2 separate regions of the Gasterosteus aculeatus genome follow, and region 1 is linked to region 2. Evidence: chromatin contacts called from public Hi-C data. All regions are on one chromosome and are shown on one strand. The core of a region is the stretch at or near the end of the contact, and the rest is flanking DNA. Distances in the headings are between cores, read along the strand shown. Region 1 overlaps ctif (CBP80/20-dependent translation initiation factor). Region 2 holds the start of smad7 (SMAD family member 7).

The links. A called contact is a pair of places that touch in the nucleus more often than the background predicts.
Region 1: a contact with region 2 is called in a Hi-C map of tail fin, with 2.6 times the contacts expected there. The contact joins the enhancer-like site here to the promoter of smad7 in region 2. A contact is called at or near these places in 3 of 6 Hi-C or Micro-C datasets (skeletal muscle and tail fin).

Annotation. Positions count from the first base shown.
Region 1 is chr14:5,456,313-5,460,079 of fGasAcu3.hap1.1, forward strand. It overlaps ctif (CBP80/20-dependent translation initiation factor), which reads right to left. Exons shown (of 13, transcript XM_078088109.1): 11 at 2,993-3,148. Among protein-coding and RNA genes, the nearest start is that of LOC120831897, 4.3 kb to the right of the region's middle. Within about 2 kb of position 2,154, at least 4 of the 9 cell types and tissues checked have open chromatin away from gene starts, as enhancers often do.
Region 2 is chr14:5,404,966-5,409,049 of fGasAcu3.hap1.1, forward strand. smad7 (SMAD family member 7) reads left to right here and starts at 2,359. Exons shown (of 4, transcript XM_040197999.2): 1 at 2,359-3,994. The coding sequence starts at 3,529.

The DNA of each region.
Region 1 (3,767 bases), core at 904-3,403, 51 kb after region 2:
TTGAGTGCCCTGCTGCTTGCCCTTTTCTCCATCTGATTTTCCACGACTGTTGTGCAGGCTGTGCAGGACTGTACCTCCTTTTGAAAAAGATACAGTATTTTAATGAGACTCTGTTTTGCATTGTAAATGTGCAGTGCAGTACAGGCTGTGCCGTACACACATTTACGCAGTTGTCTGGGTACATTTTATTAAAAACTGTAAACCTTTGATTTGCCTGCGTTATTTAAACAGTTTAATGGCACCGCTGTTTGGCTCAATCGCTGCTCTACCGCAAAGTCTCTTAGCAACCAATACAACTACAGTAACATGCTAAAAGTGTAGCAAGCAAACATGTGACAACTTCAAATGTGATTTGTCAGTTTACGGTTAACATCAGAGGCGAGTAACCATGGGGAATAAGGCCAAAATCGATATTAACGTGTGCTTCAATGCACACGTGTGTAAGATTATCTTACATCAATGTGGAATTTATGTATTATTTATTTTGGCTTGTAAATCATGAATGGATGAGATCACCGCCCGCCGGCTTGCTTCTTTCACGTACAGCTGTCATGTATCCTCAGACACACGTCTCAGCACACCTCAGTTGTTACATAACCCTGTTCTGCCGCCGGCCGAACACACACACACACGCACGCACACACACACACACACACACACACACACACGCGCACTCAGGCTGTGAGGTACAAGATCTCACGTACGGTATGACTTTCTCACGTACCGTTCTTACCGATGTTACGCCAGAACAACTGACGATGCTCTTTGGCGGGCGGCAGAATTTAAAAACACCACATGACACATAAACAATTTGTAACACCAATAAAAAATAAAAATTAACTCTGTTGCTACATGAAAACACGCAGTACAGTTTCGGGAGGAACAATAGGCGGCCAGAGAGATGCAGCCCGAGAGAGGAGCTGTGTCCGTTTGGAGGGTTTTGGGTTTTGGAAAATTACGTTGGATCAGAAAACGATTCATTGCAAAGTCTGTCGAGCCTCTGGTGGCAACAATAGCAGCCACATCGAACTAGCTAACGCGCCGGCCCGTTGCTAGCGAGTTGGCCAGCGAGCGCGAACAACGGCCCTTTTCGGGGTCAATGAATGAATGTGTTTACTTGAAAAAGCAATACAGTGATATCAAAATCTTTCTAAATAACGTGATATGGATTTTTGGCCATACCACCCGGACCTTACTCAGGTACACACAGTCTCATGAAAACACACAGTCATATGCAAACGCACGCACGCACGCACGCACGCACGCACGCACGCACGCACGCACGCACGCACGCACGCACGCACGCACGCACGCACGCACACACACACACACACACACACACACACACACACACACACACACACACACACACACACACACACACACACACACACACACACACACACACACACACACACACACACACACACACACACACACACACACACACACACACACACACACACACACACACACACACACACACACAAACAGACTACAGCTGGAATCCAACAACTACATGTTACAACACGATGGGGCAAAACAGCAAATGGATAAAAATCTGAAACTATGGCAACCACAAGTCCACTAAATCACATATTACTATACAAACATGTTGAAAGTGTGCCAAGAAAACATCAGGCCAAATGTGACACTGCCGACGATGAAAACGAGGAGTGTTACGAGCCGTGGGTCAGGACGCCAAGTCCTCTTAACAAGCGGCGATAACGCTCCAGCACGCGCTCAGACAGGGTGTGGATGGCAGTTCGTGTTGATTGTTGGGTGTGTGTGTGTGTGAGAGTGCGAGACGGGCAGAGGTGTGGACGTGGGTGGTGAACCTGGCACGTTCCTCAAACCGGCCATTGGCCTCTTCTCAACCCCTCGACAATAGACATGGAGACGGCCCGCTAGATTCTGCCGTCCCTCGTCTCCGTTCTGCTTTTGCGCGCCGTGCCATTACTAAACTGTAACTGTCAACCTGACCGCAGACTCCTTTGCTTCCTCTCACCTCTTCCCTTCTCCCCCCCCCTCCGCTCGCTCGCTTCCCCTTTCAATAATCCGGCTTTCGTCAACCACTTCTGTATCGCGGCGCGTCTGCCGCGGCTGCCCTGTTTGGTCGCCATAGAGACCGAGGCCGTGTGTGCAAGACAGCAGGATCAGCTGATGAGAAGTGAACCCTGGGGTCATGCATGTTCCTGGAACTGACGGTGTCCCGTGCACCGCAAACAAAACCACGCTGCGGCGAATCGAGTCTAGACGACGTCCGGCACAAAAGGGGAAACTCGGTGCGCATTTCCACCCGGGCAGACCAGATGTACAGTCCCACCTCCACGCTTTCATTTTAGCTGGCATATTGATTGGTGAAAAAAGACAAAGGTATATCTGGATACAAGGGCTGTCAATGAATATTCTATATTCACAAGTTGTTAAAAACAACTATTCGAATGTGAAAATGAATATTCTAATGTAAAAAAAACAACACAACAGCGGCAGCGGCGCGGCTGTCTGCTTTGCAGGCGGGCGCGCGCCTGACTACGGACTGTATATTGCATGAATAAAATAAGACTAGATCGGCTACAACAGCTTCATGCAGTGGTTTGATTATTTGCCGTTTCATGCCAATGAAAAGTTCAGTGTTTACAGCACAGCTCGATCACAGCGTTCACTGTCGGGACTGTAAAACTTTCAGTTTCAACCACTGAATGAAGCCTGATGTATGAGGGACAAGAATCGCGAGAGGGAGAGAGAGAGAGAGAGTGTGTGTGTGAGCGAGAGATCTGCGGCCGTGGCCATTAGTTAATTTACTTACATTTTGTGTAGGTAATATGCTGTTAAATATGTTTAAACTTAAATAAATTACCTATACAAGTGATTATGTCTCGTTGTAATAATGTTTCCTGTTATTGTCTAATGCGCAACCAGATATTCAAATATATGTGTTTTTTTAAAGCGAATATTCAAACGTCATTTGACAGCCCTCCTGGATACAGACCTCTCGCAGGCAGGTGTAGATTGGACACACCAGCACCCTGAAGGGGTCCGCTGAGCTGCTCCTCATGGTGCCAAACACCTCGCACAAGAAGGTGATGAAACCCAGCCACCGCTCCACATCCGACTGCTGGAGCTCCTCCCGACAGGCAAAGTCCCTCTGCGAGGAGGCGGAGTGGAGGGAGAAAGAAATAATACATTAAAAGAACAAATTGGCTGTAGAAAATATAATTGAAAAACTGCAGTCCAACCATCTTTTGTTAAATGTGCGATACGAATTCACAGTAGGCGGCAGGTCGGTGTACATGTAAGTGTTCCGCAAATTCATCAGCGGGGTTGGTAATCACCACTAACATCTCCGCTATCTCCCCGGCGGGAGCTTCTGTAGGTGGCGCGCGTATTAACCTCCCAGCTTAAAGCACTTGAAGCCAAAAAGCAGTTGAAAAGCACATTGGAACAAATTCATGAATTTCTTTCATCTGCCAGAAGTAGAAGAGAATATGCTAATTTCGTTTGAAAGCGAAGGGTAGCAAACGGTGTCAATGCGGTAAAAGTGTCGGGGTTAATACGGGTCAATGCGTTTAATGCGCACTTGTGGAGACGTTCCGTGGCAGGTTCAACTGAAACTTTAGTGGCAGTCGGGAGGAACTCGCTCTGGAAACATTAACGGCTTCATTTCCACCGACCTCCGCAGCTGCACCGACGGCCGGCTGGTACGCGGACGCAATGCGCGGCCTTGAACAGGCGACAGTGGTACGAAATAAATCCATCCACTGGAA
Region 2 (4,084 bases), core at 1,109-3,608:
TGCTGGAAACCAGAATTCCATTTTTTTACTCAAAATATTAAAATTGCTGGAAAACATCTCATCTCAAGAACATTGTGACGGGAACACCTTTCTTTTTCCTTATATTGTATAAAAAATCTCATTGATTTGCAACATCTCCCACCATACATAAAAACTACGACAAAATCTCTTCCTAATAACTACTTTTTAACTTAGTATGCTTCCTCAGGGCCTGTGTGTGAATTATTAGTAACAGTTATGTCATCATAGTTTTTATTCAAAGTTCCATTTAGAGTAGTTTGAATTGGGTTACATGACGTCACAAGTAACATGAAATTAGCAATGTTACACGTTGACGTGTTTTGCTGAAGGTGGTGAAACAATGTCCCGCCCATAAAGGCCCCAATATGTACAGCCCATATCTCTGAATCCTGCACCCTTATTCAAGCCACTTTGCAGACAGCCTCCTCCAGCCAGGCTGAAATGGAAAACGGGTAGACAAAATTGGCTACTTCCTGGAGTCTGGAGACTAGTCACTCGCACGCACGCACGCACGCACGCACACACACACACACACACACACACACACACACACACACACACACACACAATCAAAGGGAAGGGCATGGAGAGAGAGAGAGACAGAGACAGGGGAGTGAGAGGAGGGGGGGGGGGGAGGCAGTGTGCGTCTGCAGCCACTTCCACGACCCCTCTGACAGACCTCCTCCCCCTGACTGATTGCTTCCAGACCTTGAGAAGCGGCGCAGTCCTCTGACCCGTTCGGGCTCTTTGCTTTGCGCTCTCGCGGCGCCAGTGGGGGATGGGGAGGTGCGGGGGTCCCGGGACAATGCGGGGATGAGCTGTTGACTCCCCCCTATCCACGTACACGTACGTATGCGCACCCCCGACCCCAGCACCATTATCAGCCCCCCCCCCCCCCCCCCCCCCCCCCCTTTCTGCCCTGCGGCCACACTGGCTCACTGACACATTTACATACTGCGCCTCCTGCGCAGGACTGCTGTCTGTCAGAAACCCAATTAGGCTCCGGAGGGGACACACACGCACACGCATTGAGAAAACGCATTCATGCTAAAGGAGCTCAGTGTGATGATGGGGGGCTCTGGAAGTTTACGTGGTCCTCTGCAGCCGCACACGTTGCTTGAAATGTCACGTGTTTATACGGTTAAGGTTCCCAAAATGCAACATTCAATCAATCGGTTCTATGTGACCACATTGTATCCAACAAGGGCCCTTTCGTTATAGCGAAAGGGTGTAACTATTTTGTTCAAGCTGGCTATTAAAGCCTATTTGTCTCTCACACTTCACACAATACCACAAAGTGATCAAAATCCATCCAGCGCGCGAGCCTTAATGAATACGCGTTACAGCTGATCGACCCTATAAAGTGGGCAGAACCCACACGGGCCGTAGAGGGAAATTGATCATCAGCCCATCGACTGTATATAATTGCTGTGGTGTTGTGTTGATGGCTCAGACGGAGCAACACAAAGGACACCTGGGATTGTCCCACCCGAAAGACAAAACGTCCAGAGGGCGGCAGCAGCGCGCTCCCATCCGTGTTTCGGACGTGTTGGCTGGTGTCCGAGCTGCCCCGAGTACAGACTTGCAGGCACAAACACGCACTCGGCTCTTCCCTGGATTCCTTTGTTTGTTTGTTTGTTTGTTTGTCGGAGACATCACCTCGATTTACAAAAACCCAAATCCGAGCAAGGTCTGACCACAACATGACTGAGCTGCAGAGCTCACTGGTGGCGCAACGCTGCCTGCGAAGCCAAGACGAGGGGGTAAATCCCACAGTAATTCCAGGAAAACTATATCGATCGATTCACTTTACAATAACTAAATGTTGTATCATGAAATTACGGGGACTGCTGTCTTGTTTGAACTCCACTGTGTTCCATTTCCATTAATAGCTACATATTTTTTTTAGCGTACATGCTTTAGTTAATAAGCATGAATATCACGAAACACTAATTAAACGCCTCAAACAACAGAGATCCGACATCAACAGCCCCGAAATGACCAAAAACGGCCACTTTGTTCCTTTTGCCGAACCCCCCGTGTCATCAAAGCTCGTTAGACAGAGTTGGGTCCATTTGCACATCTTTAATAAGGAATAAAGGGTCTCTTCACTAGATGCATATTTCTCAATTTTAACAGACTTGTAATTCAGAGTTTATCTTTGGCCTATAACCGCTTCAGTTTCCCAACTTCGTCCTCGCGCCCGCAACGTTAAACTCTTTCAACTTTTTTTTCTGGGAAAAAAAAAATTCGTAACTTTCCTTCTCCTTCGAGTGTGTGAGCGTGTTTGCGCGCCTCCGTGCGTGCGTGCGTGTGCGTGCATGTGTGTGTGTCTGTGTACGCGCGCGCGCCTGCATGCGCGCTGTGGGCTCTACTTGATCTGTTGTTTGCGCAACACAATCACATTTCTTTTAAGCGACAGGGTGTCTAGACACACACGTGACCGGGCGCGTCAATGCGCACTGGAGACGGAGCAAGGGCACCCGAGCCATCCGCCTCATTTGCAGACAGAGAGCCCTGCGACCCCGACGGCACTCGGACACGGGAACTTCGTGTGAGATACGCGTTCGGATTATTTAATCTTAGAGGATTCGACTACTTTAAAAATAGGTCTCGAGGCTCGGCGCGCGGACGCAACCGGAGGAGGGGGGGTTTCTCGCTCTCTCTCTCTCTCTTTTTCTCGCTCGCTCTCTCGCGCTTTTTAGACGCAACTCAACTCGTGTGTGAGAATCAGCCCCGGATTTGCTCGCCGGCTCTTTGGACGAATGGAAGGCTGACTGGTGCCAGAAGATCACATCCTCTGCAGACGTGTGGCATATTTAGAAGCGTACAGATTTAACAAATATATATATAATAATTATAAGGCCTCGTCCTGCTGGAGAGCCCCACTCCGCGCAGTCGGATCAAGGATTTTGTGGATTAATGCTCTTGGAAGACGCGACGGAGAGCCTCGTTTTTCTTTTTTCTTTTTTTCTTCATGGGATAATTGTGTGGTAGCGTTGCGGCTTAATTAGGCCCGGATCTGTGTGATTTTCACCACAGCTCATTTAGCAAAGATTGAACGATATTTGACACTTATATGTGCTGAGAATCGGAACTTGTTTTAAAAGGGAGAGGTGGTGGTGGTGGGGGGCGGCGCGCGCGCGAGGGGGGTCCGCTCACAGCGCATCGCCACGGGAATAATTTGTATACAGGTTCCGGCTTCATGCTGCTATAGATTACATTTTTTTATAGGCTGGTCTTAACCACCGGGATATGATGGTTATCTATCCCCTGAGAAAAAGCTGACTGTCCCGGGAACCCCGGCTGCTTTTTGGTGATCAAGTCTGCAGGAAGAGGCAACAGAGACTGGCGCATGCTACAGACTTCCTCTGCTTATCCAGCTCCCGGTTCTTCCACCGTCTTTCCTCAGGCTGCTTGTCATTGCCTGGACTCGGATCCCGGAATCTTCATGATTTGCGGACACCATGCTCGTTTTTTAGCCGGGGAACCCTCTTTTCGTCCCGCATGTTTAGGACCAAACGATCGGGGCTCGTCCGGCGACTCTGGAGGAGCCGCGCGCCCGTGGAGGGCGACGGGGAGACGGATAGAGGGACGCATGGCACCGGAGGCTGCTGCATGGGCAAAGCGACAAAGGTGGCCAAGTCCAACGCCGGGTCGGAGGCTGAATTGAAGTCGTTGACCCACTCCGTACTGAAGAAGATCAAAGAGAAACAATTAGAGCTGCTTCTGCAGGCGGTGGAGTCCAAGGGGGGTGCCCGAAGCCCTTGCTTGCTCCTGCCGGGCAAGGCAGACGCCAAAGTGGGTCAACAGTCTTACTCCCTCCCCATGCTGCTCTACAAAGTGTTCCGGTGGCCGGACCTCAGGCATTCCTCGGAGCTCAAGAGGCTGTCTTGCTGTGAATCCTACGGGAAAATCAACCCGGAGCTCGTTTGCTGCAACCCGCACCACATGAGCAGACTTTGTGAACTCGGTGAGCTGAATCATTTCAATAAGCCGGAAAAAGTTTCTGTTGGGGGGGGGGAAGAAAATAAGAGTTTATTCGAGTATACGTGCAGTCCAA